2 separate regions of the Sus scrofa genome follow, and region 2 is linked to region 1. The links are chromatin contacts, called in public Hi-C maps. All regions are on one chromosome and are shown on one strand. The core of a region is the stretch at or near the end of the contact, and the rest is flanking DNA. Distances in the headings are between cores, read along the strand shown. Region 1 holds the start of NCR3 (natural cytotoxicity triggering receptor 3). Region 2 holds the start of BAG6 (BCL2 associated athanogene 6).

Region 1 (5,271 bases), core at 2,054-4,553:
AAATACCCATTGACAGAGGAGCAGATAAAGAAGATGTGGTACATATACACATTGGAATATTACTTGGCGATTAAAAGGAAAGAAAAAATGGCATTTGCAGCAACATGGATGGACCTAGAAATTATCATGCTAAAAAAATAAAAAAGGAGTTCCCATTGTGGCTCAGTGGTTAAGGAATCCGACTAGGAACCATGAGGTTCTGGGTTAGATCCCTGGCATTGCTCAGTGGATTAAGGATCTGGCGTTGCTGTGAGCTGTGATGTAGCTCACAGACGCAGCTCGGATCCTGAGTTGCTGTGGCTCTGGTGTAGGCCAGCGGCTACAGCTCCGATTAGACCCCTAGCCTGGGAACCTCCACATGCTACAGGTGAGGCCCTAGAAAAGACAAAAAAAAAAAAAAAAAAAAAAAAGAGGAAAAGAAAAAAAAAAGAAAGAAAGAAAAGACATTATCATGTTAGGTGAAGTTAGGAGACAGTGAGATACAAACGTCATATGTTATCACTTACATGTGGAATCTTTTTTTTTTTTTTTTTTTTTTTGTCTATTTAGGGCTGCACCTGGGCATATGGAGGTTCCCAGGCGAGGGGTCTAATCTGAGCTGTAGCCGCAGGCCTATACCAGAGCCACAGCAACGCCAGATCCAAGCCATGTCTGCAATCTACACCACAGCTCACAGCAACACCTGATCCTTGACCCACTGAGTGAGGCCAGGGATTGAACCTGCATCCTTATGGATACCACTCAGGTTCGTTAACCACGAGCCACAACAGGAATTCCTACATGTGGAATCTTAAAAAAAGGACACAATGAACTTCTTTGCATAACAGATACTGACTCACAGACTTTGAAAAACTTATGGTTTCTAAAAGAGACAGGTTGGGGGTGGGGGGGTGGGGATGGAAATGCTATAAAATTGGGCTGTGATGATAGTTGTACATGTATAAATGCTATAAAATTCATTGAATTAAAAAAAAGAAAAATTCCATCTTCGAGTCTGCTGAGCTGATTAACACAACTGTTCGCATTCCACAAGTTAAAGTTCCTTAGAGGGTTTCAGTGTCATTGAAAAGGATCCTTGAGGAGTTCCCGTCGTGGCGCAGTGGTTAACGAATCCGACTAGGAACCATGAGGTTGCGGGTTCGATCCCTGCCCTTGCTCAGTGGGTTAACGATCCGGCGTTGCCGTGAGCTGTGGTGTAGGTTGCAGACGCGGCTCGGATCCCGCGTTGCTGTGGCTCTGGCGTAGGCCGGTGGCTACAGCTCCGATTCCACCCCTAGCCTGGGAACCTCCATATGCCGCGGGAGCGGCCCAAGAAATAGCAACAACAACAACAACAAAGACAAAAGACAAAAAAAAAAAAAAAAAAAAAAAAAAAAAAAAAAAGGATCCTTGAATCCACACCAGAATTTATTCTAGATGGACTTAAAAAAAATGCAATAACTGAAGTTCCTGATGTGTCTCAGTGGTAATGAACCCAACTAGTATCCATGAGGATGCAGGTTTGACCCCTGGCCCCACATATTAGATTAAGAATCTGGCTTGCCGTGAGTTGTGGTGTAGGTCGCAGACATGGCTCAGATCCCTTGTTGCTGTGGTGTAGGCTGACAGTTACAGCTCCAATTCAGCCAGTAGCCTGGGAACTTCCATATGCTGTGGTTGTGGCCCTAAAAATTCTAAGTAAATAAATAAATAAATAAATAAATAAATAAATAAATGCAATCACTGTCTTAATTTTTTTGGCCATGCCCTTGGCATGCAGGAGTTTCCAGGCCAGGGATCAAACCCACACCCCAGTAGCGACCCAGGCCACAGCGGTGACAACACTGGATCTTTAACCCACTGAGCTACCAGGGAACTCCAAGTACTTTCTTTAGAATCCACAATATTTTTTGATATTGGAAATCTTAGGTAGAGAAAGAGGTGGAGAGAGCAAGATACCTTTGAGTTCCAGCCCAGCTATACCACTGGTCAAACAGGACTGGGAGACTCTAGGGACAGACATACACTAAGCCTCCACCACAGTGTGGTCTGAAAATTGACAGATGCTACTCCCATCTTACAGATGTGTAAGCAGTAGAGCCATGATTCCAATTTATGATGACTTGACTTCTAAGCCGCATTACTCTGGAACTTGGAGCAGTGCTATGTGATTGAGTATGCCCTGTGAAATATGGAGTTTTGTCCCCAAGCCAGTTGCCCATTCCAGCTCCTCACACCCACTCTACTGGTACTGACCTTCCCTCCCCAAACTACGGGGTTCTCATGGTTGAGCAGAAGAGACAATTTTCTTCACATTGACTCTTTGGACAGGGCAGATGCTGGAATTAAGGCCTGGTTGAGAAAAGCCATCTATTGGTGCCTCAGTTCTCCCCGTGCTCTGTGACCGCCAGGGGGCAGCCCTTGCCTTGCCATGGCACCTCAGTTCCACACCCTCTGGTTAGATGGTCTGGAAGATGCAGCCACTCCACTGATGGAGAATGGCTGTGAGTCCTGCCCCGACTGTGTGGTACCCATGCCTGTCTAGGTGGTTTATAGAGGTTCAACAATTTGTTCGAGATTATGTAACTAGTCGGGGTTCCCGCTGTGGCGCAGCAGAAACGAATCCAACTAGAATCCATGAGCATGTGGGTTCGACCCCTGGCCTTGCTCAATGGGTTAAGAATCTGGTGTTGTCAAGTTCCCGTCGTGGCCCAGTGATTAACAAATCCGACTAGGAACCACGAGGTTTCGGGTTCTATCCCTGGCCTCGCTCATTGGGTTAAGGATCTGGCGTTGCCATGAGCTGTGGTGTAGGTCGCAGATGCGGCTTGGATCTGGAGTCGCTGTGGCTGTGGTGTAGGCCAGCGGCTACAGCTCCGACTAGACCCTTAGCCTGGGAACCTCCATATGCTGTGGGTGTGGCCCTAGAAAAGACTAAAAGAAAAAAGAAAAAAAAAAAGAATTTGGTGTTGTCATGAGCTGTGGTGTAAGCCTGAAGCTGTAGTTCTGATTCGACCCCTGGCCTGGGAACTTCCGTATGTCTGGGTGTTGCCCTGAAAAGATAAAAAGATTGTGTAACTATTTTGTAGGGGGCTGGCGTGAGAAAACAAACTGACTCCAAATCAGCATTCTTTTGTTTTAGTTTTTTTAAGGCCACACCCACGGCATGTGGAGGTTCCCAGGCTAAGGGTCTAGTCGGAGCTGTAGCCGCTGGCCTACACCACAGCCACAGCGACTCCAGATCCAAGCCGCATCTGCGACCTACACCACAGCTCATGGCAATGCCAGATCCTTAGCATTCTTAATGATAAAAATTACTACTTTTCAAAAAAAAAAAAAAAAAAGAGCTCGTGATTACTGCAGTGGAAGATGGGAACTGCACAGTTTATGAATGTATTGTGACACGGAGCTAGGAATATGGACAGAAAGAAAGAGTGTGTATTCGTATAAAGGAGCCAGAGAGAAAAATGTGTGGTGAGGGCTGGGCAGGTTTCACCCAGCATATTACAGTCATTTGTCTTTCTTAGGTGCTGTGTTATCTAATGCAGGTGTGTAATACACAAGAGTGTATGGCACACTCCCTATATGACTTTGGAGTTACTTGCAACGCAATGTGTCTTTCATTTGTGTCTGTAAAAATGCATTTCGTGTAATGTGGGCATTTTGTAATTTCTCAACAAATGTTAGCTAAATAATGAATAAAAAATAAAAAAGAGTGAATTTATCAGTGGGTGATAAATCTGTGCAGAACACGCTTGTTACACAGACCTCTGAGCGAGGTGTATTCCTTTGACAGCGTTCTGAATCTGAAGGAAGCCAAACTTCTCCATCCGCTGCACTCACTCCGCCAATCCACCCAAGTCCTCACGGTCTAAGTGAAACAGGGTGATTGCTATGCAAATGCAGCTTCCACAAAGTCCCTAGCAACACCCAGGCCGCCAACACCAATCAGCTGACTTCTGCTAATCCTCCCATTTATAGAATTTCTAGAGCAGCCGTGGGAAAGGGAATGGATGGGGTGGACCTGGGTGCTACTGAGCCCAGAGAAGGGGAAGTAGGTTAGCTCAGGGCACAGAAAAGTTCTTGGAGGCTTATTCTTGGTAAAAGGTTGGTCTTGAACCTCAGAAGATGGGGGAACCACATCCTGGTCTCGCCCGTCCACCCACCCTAACGTCACCAGCCATCTAAGCCCCACCCTCCCCCTCAAACGCTTAGGCAACCTGCCCACATGCTGCCCCCACCTCCTAGCGACCCAGATATCGCCGTCAGCAGCATCCTCTTTCATCAGGGAGCCAGGATGTCCAAGGTCCTAGGGACTTGAGGTCCTTGGTAAGTGATGTGTGAGTTGTGTGTGTCATAGGAATGTCCCTACCCCCATCCAGTGACCAAAGGCCTGGTCACCAGCGGTGGGTCATTCTTTTTCCACTCAGCCCTCACTGCTCAGGTCCCCCTCATCAACAGGAACACCCTTCACCATGGCCCGGATGCTGTTGCTCATCTTGATCAGGGTCCATTCAGGTGACAGGATTTGTTTCCAGGACCCTAAGGGGTTGGGGCTGGGAGGAGGGAGGATGAGGGAGGCTGGACACAGATGTCCCAGGGGAGCAGATGTGGTGGAGGCTGAACAGTGAGCCCCAAGGGATGTGGTGAGGAAAGGAGAGTGGGAGCAGCGGGTCCCTCTGTAAAGCCGATACCCCAAGGACTCCCCTAGTTCACAGTTCCCTCCATGTCACCCCTGAGAGAGTTGCTGCCCAGCTTCCATCCCACAACTAGTGAAAAGAGCTTGAAAGAAGGGGTCAAATTTTTTAAGGGGTAAGTTTTAATTCAATGAATTTAATAAGCCTATTAAACAAGGCTTACTATCTAAGATCTAGATACAATTAGGAATTTGGGAGACCTAATTAGATCTAAGTGGAGTTTCTTAATGAAACTGATTTTAATTATCAAACATATTAATTAACTAAATTAAGTGTGGACCCTGGACCTGCAGTGTCAGCATCAGCTGGGACCTGGGACAAATTCTTGGGCCTACTCCAGACCCACTCAAGAAAAAATTCTAGGATAGGGCCAGGGAATCTGTTTTAGTATTTCTTTTTCCTTTTCTGCATTTTTCTTTTCCTTTCCTTTCTTTTCTTTCTTTCTCTCTCTCTTTTTTTTTTTTTTTTTTTTGGCTTTTTTGGCTTTTTTGGCTTTTTAGGGCTTCACCCTCAGCATACAGAAGTTCCCGGGCCAGGGGTCAAATCAGAGCCAGCCTATGCCGCAGTCACAGCAATATGGGATCCGAGATGCATC
Region 2 (5,143 bases), core at 503-3,002, 52 kb before region 1:
TAGATATCTAAACAAATTATTGCAGTACAAGCTGGTAAGTGCTTTAGAACAGGTGTGAACTGGGTGCTGGAGCATGGTGGATGGGAGGCTTTCTCTCTTAAGTTATTATTGGGGAAACAATATTATGCCCTCCCCAAAGTTTGCTGACACATTAATTCATTCACTCACTGTTTATTACTACAGGTAAGAGGCCACATAATCTAGTGCTTAAAAAGAATGGACAGTGGTGTCAGACAGAGTGGGTCCAAACTCTAATTTCTGTTACTTATAGATCTTCGACAATTTTGTTAATCTTTATGCCTGTTTTTTATCTGTAAATTGAGCAAATCATTAATCTTATAGGATTAAAAGAGCTAATGCAGATAAAGCCCTTAGCGAAGGCCTGCACATTCTAAGTCCAAAGTAAACATTCGCTATAATTAATAGTAATGTTTGTAAAGCACTTTATAGTCTCTGGGGGGGAATTAAGTTCTCAAATAATAAGAGGCAAGGAAAGAATCGTCAAGAGGCAGTCATTGGGTAGTGCCAAGTGTCATATATAAAAGCCTTTCCACATCTGAGCTAGTTATTACAATGAGAGCAGTTAATGAGACTTCTTTTATAGATTATTTATAACCCATGGACTGCTATAGGCTTGTGATTTGGTTAAAAGAACAAAATTTGGGTGGGTATATGACGGTTCATTACACTGTTTGGGGTAATGTTTCACATTTTTTATAATAAAAAATTAGACACAAGTTATTGGGGGAGTAAAGTATAACTGCTTGGGAGTCTGGTAGGCCTGGATTTGGTCGGTTCTGCCACTTACATTCCCCTAGGAGCACTCACCAATAAAACGTGTGTAATAACTAGCTCAGATGTTGAAAAGCTTTTACGTATGACAATATGTGAAACCCTCAGCAAACTGGCTGACATAGACTAGGCGCTCACTAAACAGGTCCTCCTTATAACTCTTAACTCAAACAGTACTGAGATGGGTATAATATGAAGCCCAGAAAGGTTGGGCACTGGAGACAGGGACCTCGGCAGCACCGCGGAAACGAGGCCCTTGCCCAAGGGGCGGGGGGAAGGGGGGAGAGCAGAGGGGACGGTAACCCCCCAGACCTCAGGCCTGCAGAAGCCATTAGGCGGCCCTTTCAATTCCCCAAGGTTAGAGTCTTGCGTTTCAGTCCAGTCTGACTCCATTTGCTCCCAATTCCCAATCTCGGAGGCGTCCTTTTTTATAAACAAACGTCCTGAAAGGTAGTAAATCCTCAACTTTTCCAAAACATGATAATGTCCCCCCGCGGCCGCACACCGCGGGAAGGAACATGGCGCCCACGCTCCACAAAACGCCCACGGGCAAAACCGAGGTCAGGCCCACCGAGGTCAGGCCCAACGACGCCACCGCAGGAAAGTCAGCTCGAGAACCACCTCCAACCGCCTATGGAAAGGGTGACTTCCGGAGGCGCCGAAGGAGCGGCGCAGCGAGAGCGATTGTGAGAGGCTGACAGAATTCTAGGTGGCCTGGTCAGTGCCGCCTCAACTTCTCTGCAGGCCAAAACTTTAACGTAAATTAGCGAGGCACAACTCTCAGGCTCCAGATTCCAAACTCCATACAACTGTTCAAAACCCCCCTCGAGGCAGTCGAAGAGTCTCACTTTGTAATTTTTTTCTTCAGGCATTTATAGCGGCCACCACAACCCCCTACTGCTTAAGCGCGCGCGCACAGGAGAAATGAACAGGGCCGGAGGGGGTGGGGCGGTGCCGAAGTGTGTACGCATGCGTAGTGCGACGCACGCAGGCGCAGTGAGGTACCCCGGGAGACGGTGGCGGCGGCGGCTCTTCGGGGTGCTCGGCTCCCTCCCATCTAGGCCGGCCCCGGCCCGTCTCGCCCCCAGGAACTCAGTTTGGGGCTGATAACTTAATCTTCGTGCCCTACAAAAGTAAAGCTTGGGGACCTGGGGGAGCCGGAAGTACCGCCTCGCGATCCCCAAATACTATCGGGGAAACGGAAGTGACCGTCGGTGGCAGGTTGGGGGAGACCGGAAGTGACGGTACCGTGGGGAAGTCGGGGGCGGAGCCGCGGGTGGAGGAGTGTGAGTGGGTGTGTGTGGTGTGTGTGTGGGGTGTGTGTGTGTGTGTGTGTGTGTGTGTGTTGGTTGCGCCGCTCTGCTAGAGCACCGAGGGAAGGTAGAAGAGGGGGGCAGTCAGCTAGCAGTTCTGGCCCCCTGTGAGTGTCCATTATCTCGAGTCCGTCGTGACTTAAGCGGGTTCGACGGGCGTGGCGTGGCGCGCGTGCGCGAAACCACTTTCTCCGCAGAGTGGCGCGACCCTCGCTCTCGCGTTGTCCCTGGGCTTGACGACTTCTCGGGCCCTTATCCTATCGCGACCGGTGATGACACTGGTCCTGTGTTTCCTTCCCTGTTTCCTAGCCAGACTGGCCCTCCTTTATTGTGATTGGCATCGTGGAGCCCCTCCCACCTCCCGTCCTCCACCTCCCTGTGCCGTCGATCTCTTGCCCTTTGTGTTTCTCTCTCTGTGCCCCGGAATCAGAAAGGGGCTGGGGGCGGGTGTGAGAGTGTGTGCTTGTGTGAGAGAAACTCTTCAGGTGTGGGGGCGGAGTCTCTGGCCGGGGTGGCTTCCGGGTATATAAAAATCTGCTCTGGGCGACAGCGGGCCTCCCTCCCTCCATTCTTCCTTAGAGAGCTGTCGGCCATGGAGCCCAATGATAGTACCAGTACCACTATGGAAGAGCCTGAAAGCCTGGAGGTGCTGGTGAAGACCCTGGACTCTCAGACCCGGACCTTTATTGTGGGGGCCCAGGTGAGACCCCAGTACTTCTGGAAGACACCTATTAACTCTTTTTGTAGGTTCCTTTTTCTGAGATAAGAGTCTTATCTTCTGGTCTTCTGATTTTCTTTCATTGATTTTTTTTTGTTAATATTGTAGCCAGAACGTTTGGTGTATGCTTTCTGTTGTGTGAGGCAGATTTTCTTCTGCTTTCTTTTACCTCAGTAAAACTCAATGTAGAAGGAAAGAAGGAAGGAGGAATCTCTGCCAACATCATGAGTGAACCCCAGCTCAAAGGGACAGACATGGTTCCTGTCCTTTGAACAGAACCTAAAATGCAAGTGTGTCTTAAGAAGAAAAATTGGCAAGGCCTGTACTGTGTTTTTAAAGAATAGAATTGGGGTCCTTTAATGCAGGTGGAGTCCTAATAGAATGTTGAGTGGAATTACTGATATTTATGATGTAATTTGAATCTTTTGAGTTTGATGTCATGGACACAGCTGTCTGTGGCATTACTTCTCTAATAGTTGTAGAAAAGATCATGAGGGGGTTGACCCATAGTTTTAAAACATGTATTTAGGGAAACTCTATAGGCTTTTGTGATTGGGTATGTAAATAGTTTGGTACTTCCCAAGTGGAGTTAGTTGTCTAGTTAGGAAAAATGTTTTTCCGTTTTGCTCCTTTTTCTTTTTTCTTGCTTGAGTCTTCTTTCCTTAACTAGATTCTTCACCACGGTGTCTTTGTCATTGTTTTATCTTTGAGAGTACAGAGTTGTATCATTTTGTGCTTGAGGAGGGGGTCACTGGTATCTTTAGACAGACACATTCTTTTGGAAGTCAAGGACAGAAGGGAATGTCCATGGGCTTTTCTCTTTATCAGCCCTGTAATTTTTCTCTTAGGTCCATAACCTGGAGTTTTATATGTTTAATGTCTGTGTTTTGACAAATGTTGCCTTAGTTCAGGGCTTTGCACAATGATTACCTCACAATTAAGACAAATTGGGAGTTCCCGTTGTGGCTCAGCAGCCTATGAACCAGACTAGTATCCATGAGGATGAGGGTTCAATCCCTGGCCTGGCTCAGTGGGTTAAGGATCTGGCGTTGCCGTTGCCGTGAGCTGTAGTGTAGGTCACAGATCCAGCTTGTATCCAGCATGGCTGTGGCTGTGGCTGTGGCCAGAAGCTGCAACTCCGATGCCACCCCTAACCCGGGAACTTCCATATGCTGTGAGTGCGGTCCTAAAAGGAAAAAAAAAGATGAAGAAAATTAAAAAAAAAAAAAAACAGACAGATTGGTAGTGATTTGATGATGGGATGGTTTTTACCCCTCACAGGTCAGTTGTCCCTCCTCCGTCCTTTTTTTTTTTCCATTCCCTGATTCTTATTCATGTCTCCTCTTCCTTATAGATGAATGTAAAGGAGTTTAAGGAGCACATTGCTGCCTCTGTCAGCATCCCTTCTGAGAAACAACGGCTTATCTACCAGGGCCGTGTTCTGCAGGATGATAAGAAGCTCCAGGAATACAGTAAGGGGGCGGGGGAGGCAGTTCAGAGGATGAGGCTGCTGTCCAGAGTGATGGGCTGAGGCCATGGGTTTACCTGATCATATGTTTTTGTGTGTATCTTGTTTGTTTGTTTTTCTGCAGATGTTGGAGGAAAAGTTATCCACCTTGTGGAACGGGCTCCTCCTCAGACTCAGCTCCCTTCAGGGGCATCTTCTGGAACAGGGTCTGCCTCAGCCACCCATGGTGGGGGACCCCCACCTGGTACTCGGGGGCCTGGGGCCTCCGTGCATGACCGGAATGCCAACAGCTATGTCATGGTTGGAACCTTCAATCTTCCGGTAAGCTTGTGTTCCACATGGGAGGGTTTTTGTGAGGGAGGGTAGTTTTGGTTGTGGTAGCAGCCAAGAGCTCCTAAGACAGGTGTGTCTGTCTCTAGAGGGGGTTTGGAAGATCCTGTGGTCTGATAATGGCCTCTTCTGTGAGGAGATAGGGGGTGGGCTCCAGAGAAGCAGTTGGAAGTGTGGGGGCCTTAGTATTTGGCTTCTCCCAGAGCAACTTCCCTTACCCTTTCCCCAGAGTGACGGCTCTGCTGTGGATGTTCACATCAACATGGAACAGGCCCCGATTCAGGTATCATGGGGCCTGGGAGGGTCAGGGAAGGGGATCTGGGAGAAGGAGGCCATGAGGTGGGTGGGGGGGTCTGGCTGAGGAGATAGCTGGGACCTGGTTTAATAGGCGGTGGAGCTCATGGCTTTATCTCAGATCTGCCCTGATTTTTCGTCTCTTGCGGTAGAGTGAGCCCCGAGTCCGGCTGGTGATGGCTCAGCACATGATCAGGGACATACAGACCTTACTGTCCCGGATGGAGG

The links. Hi-C and Micro-C count contacts between places; a contact is called where the count stands out from the background.
Region 2: a contact with region 1 is called in a Hi-C map of liver, with 2.8 times the contacts expected there. The contact joins the promoter of BAG6 here to the promoter of NCR3 in region 1. A contact is called at or near these places in 1 of 5 promoter capture datasets (fetal skeletal muscle), 2 of 47 Hi-C or Micro-C datasets (blood and liver) and 1 of 2 datasets of contacts at active chromatin or transcription factors (alveolar macrophages).

The regions. Positions count from the first base shown.
Region 1 is chr7:23,715,020-23,720,290 of Sscrofa11.1, reverse strand. NCR3 (natural cytotoxicity triggering receptor 3) reads left to right here and starts at 3,303. Exons shown (of 5, transcript XM_013977630.2): 1 at 3,303-4,308; 2 at 4,410-4,497. The coding sequence starts at 4,455. It also overlaps a transcript of AIF1 not described here.
Region 2 is chr7:23,765,268-23,770,410 of Sscrofa11.1, reverse strand. It overlaps BAG6 (BCL2 associated athanogene 6), which reads left to right and starts at 1,752. Exons shown (of 26, transcript NM_001145382.1): 1 at 1,752-2,013; 2 at 2,685-2,805; 3 at 4,178-4,295; 4 at 4,416-4,612; 5 at 4,851-4,904; 6 at 5,068-5,142. The coding sequence starts at 2,698. It also overlaps a transcript of APOM not described here.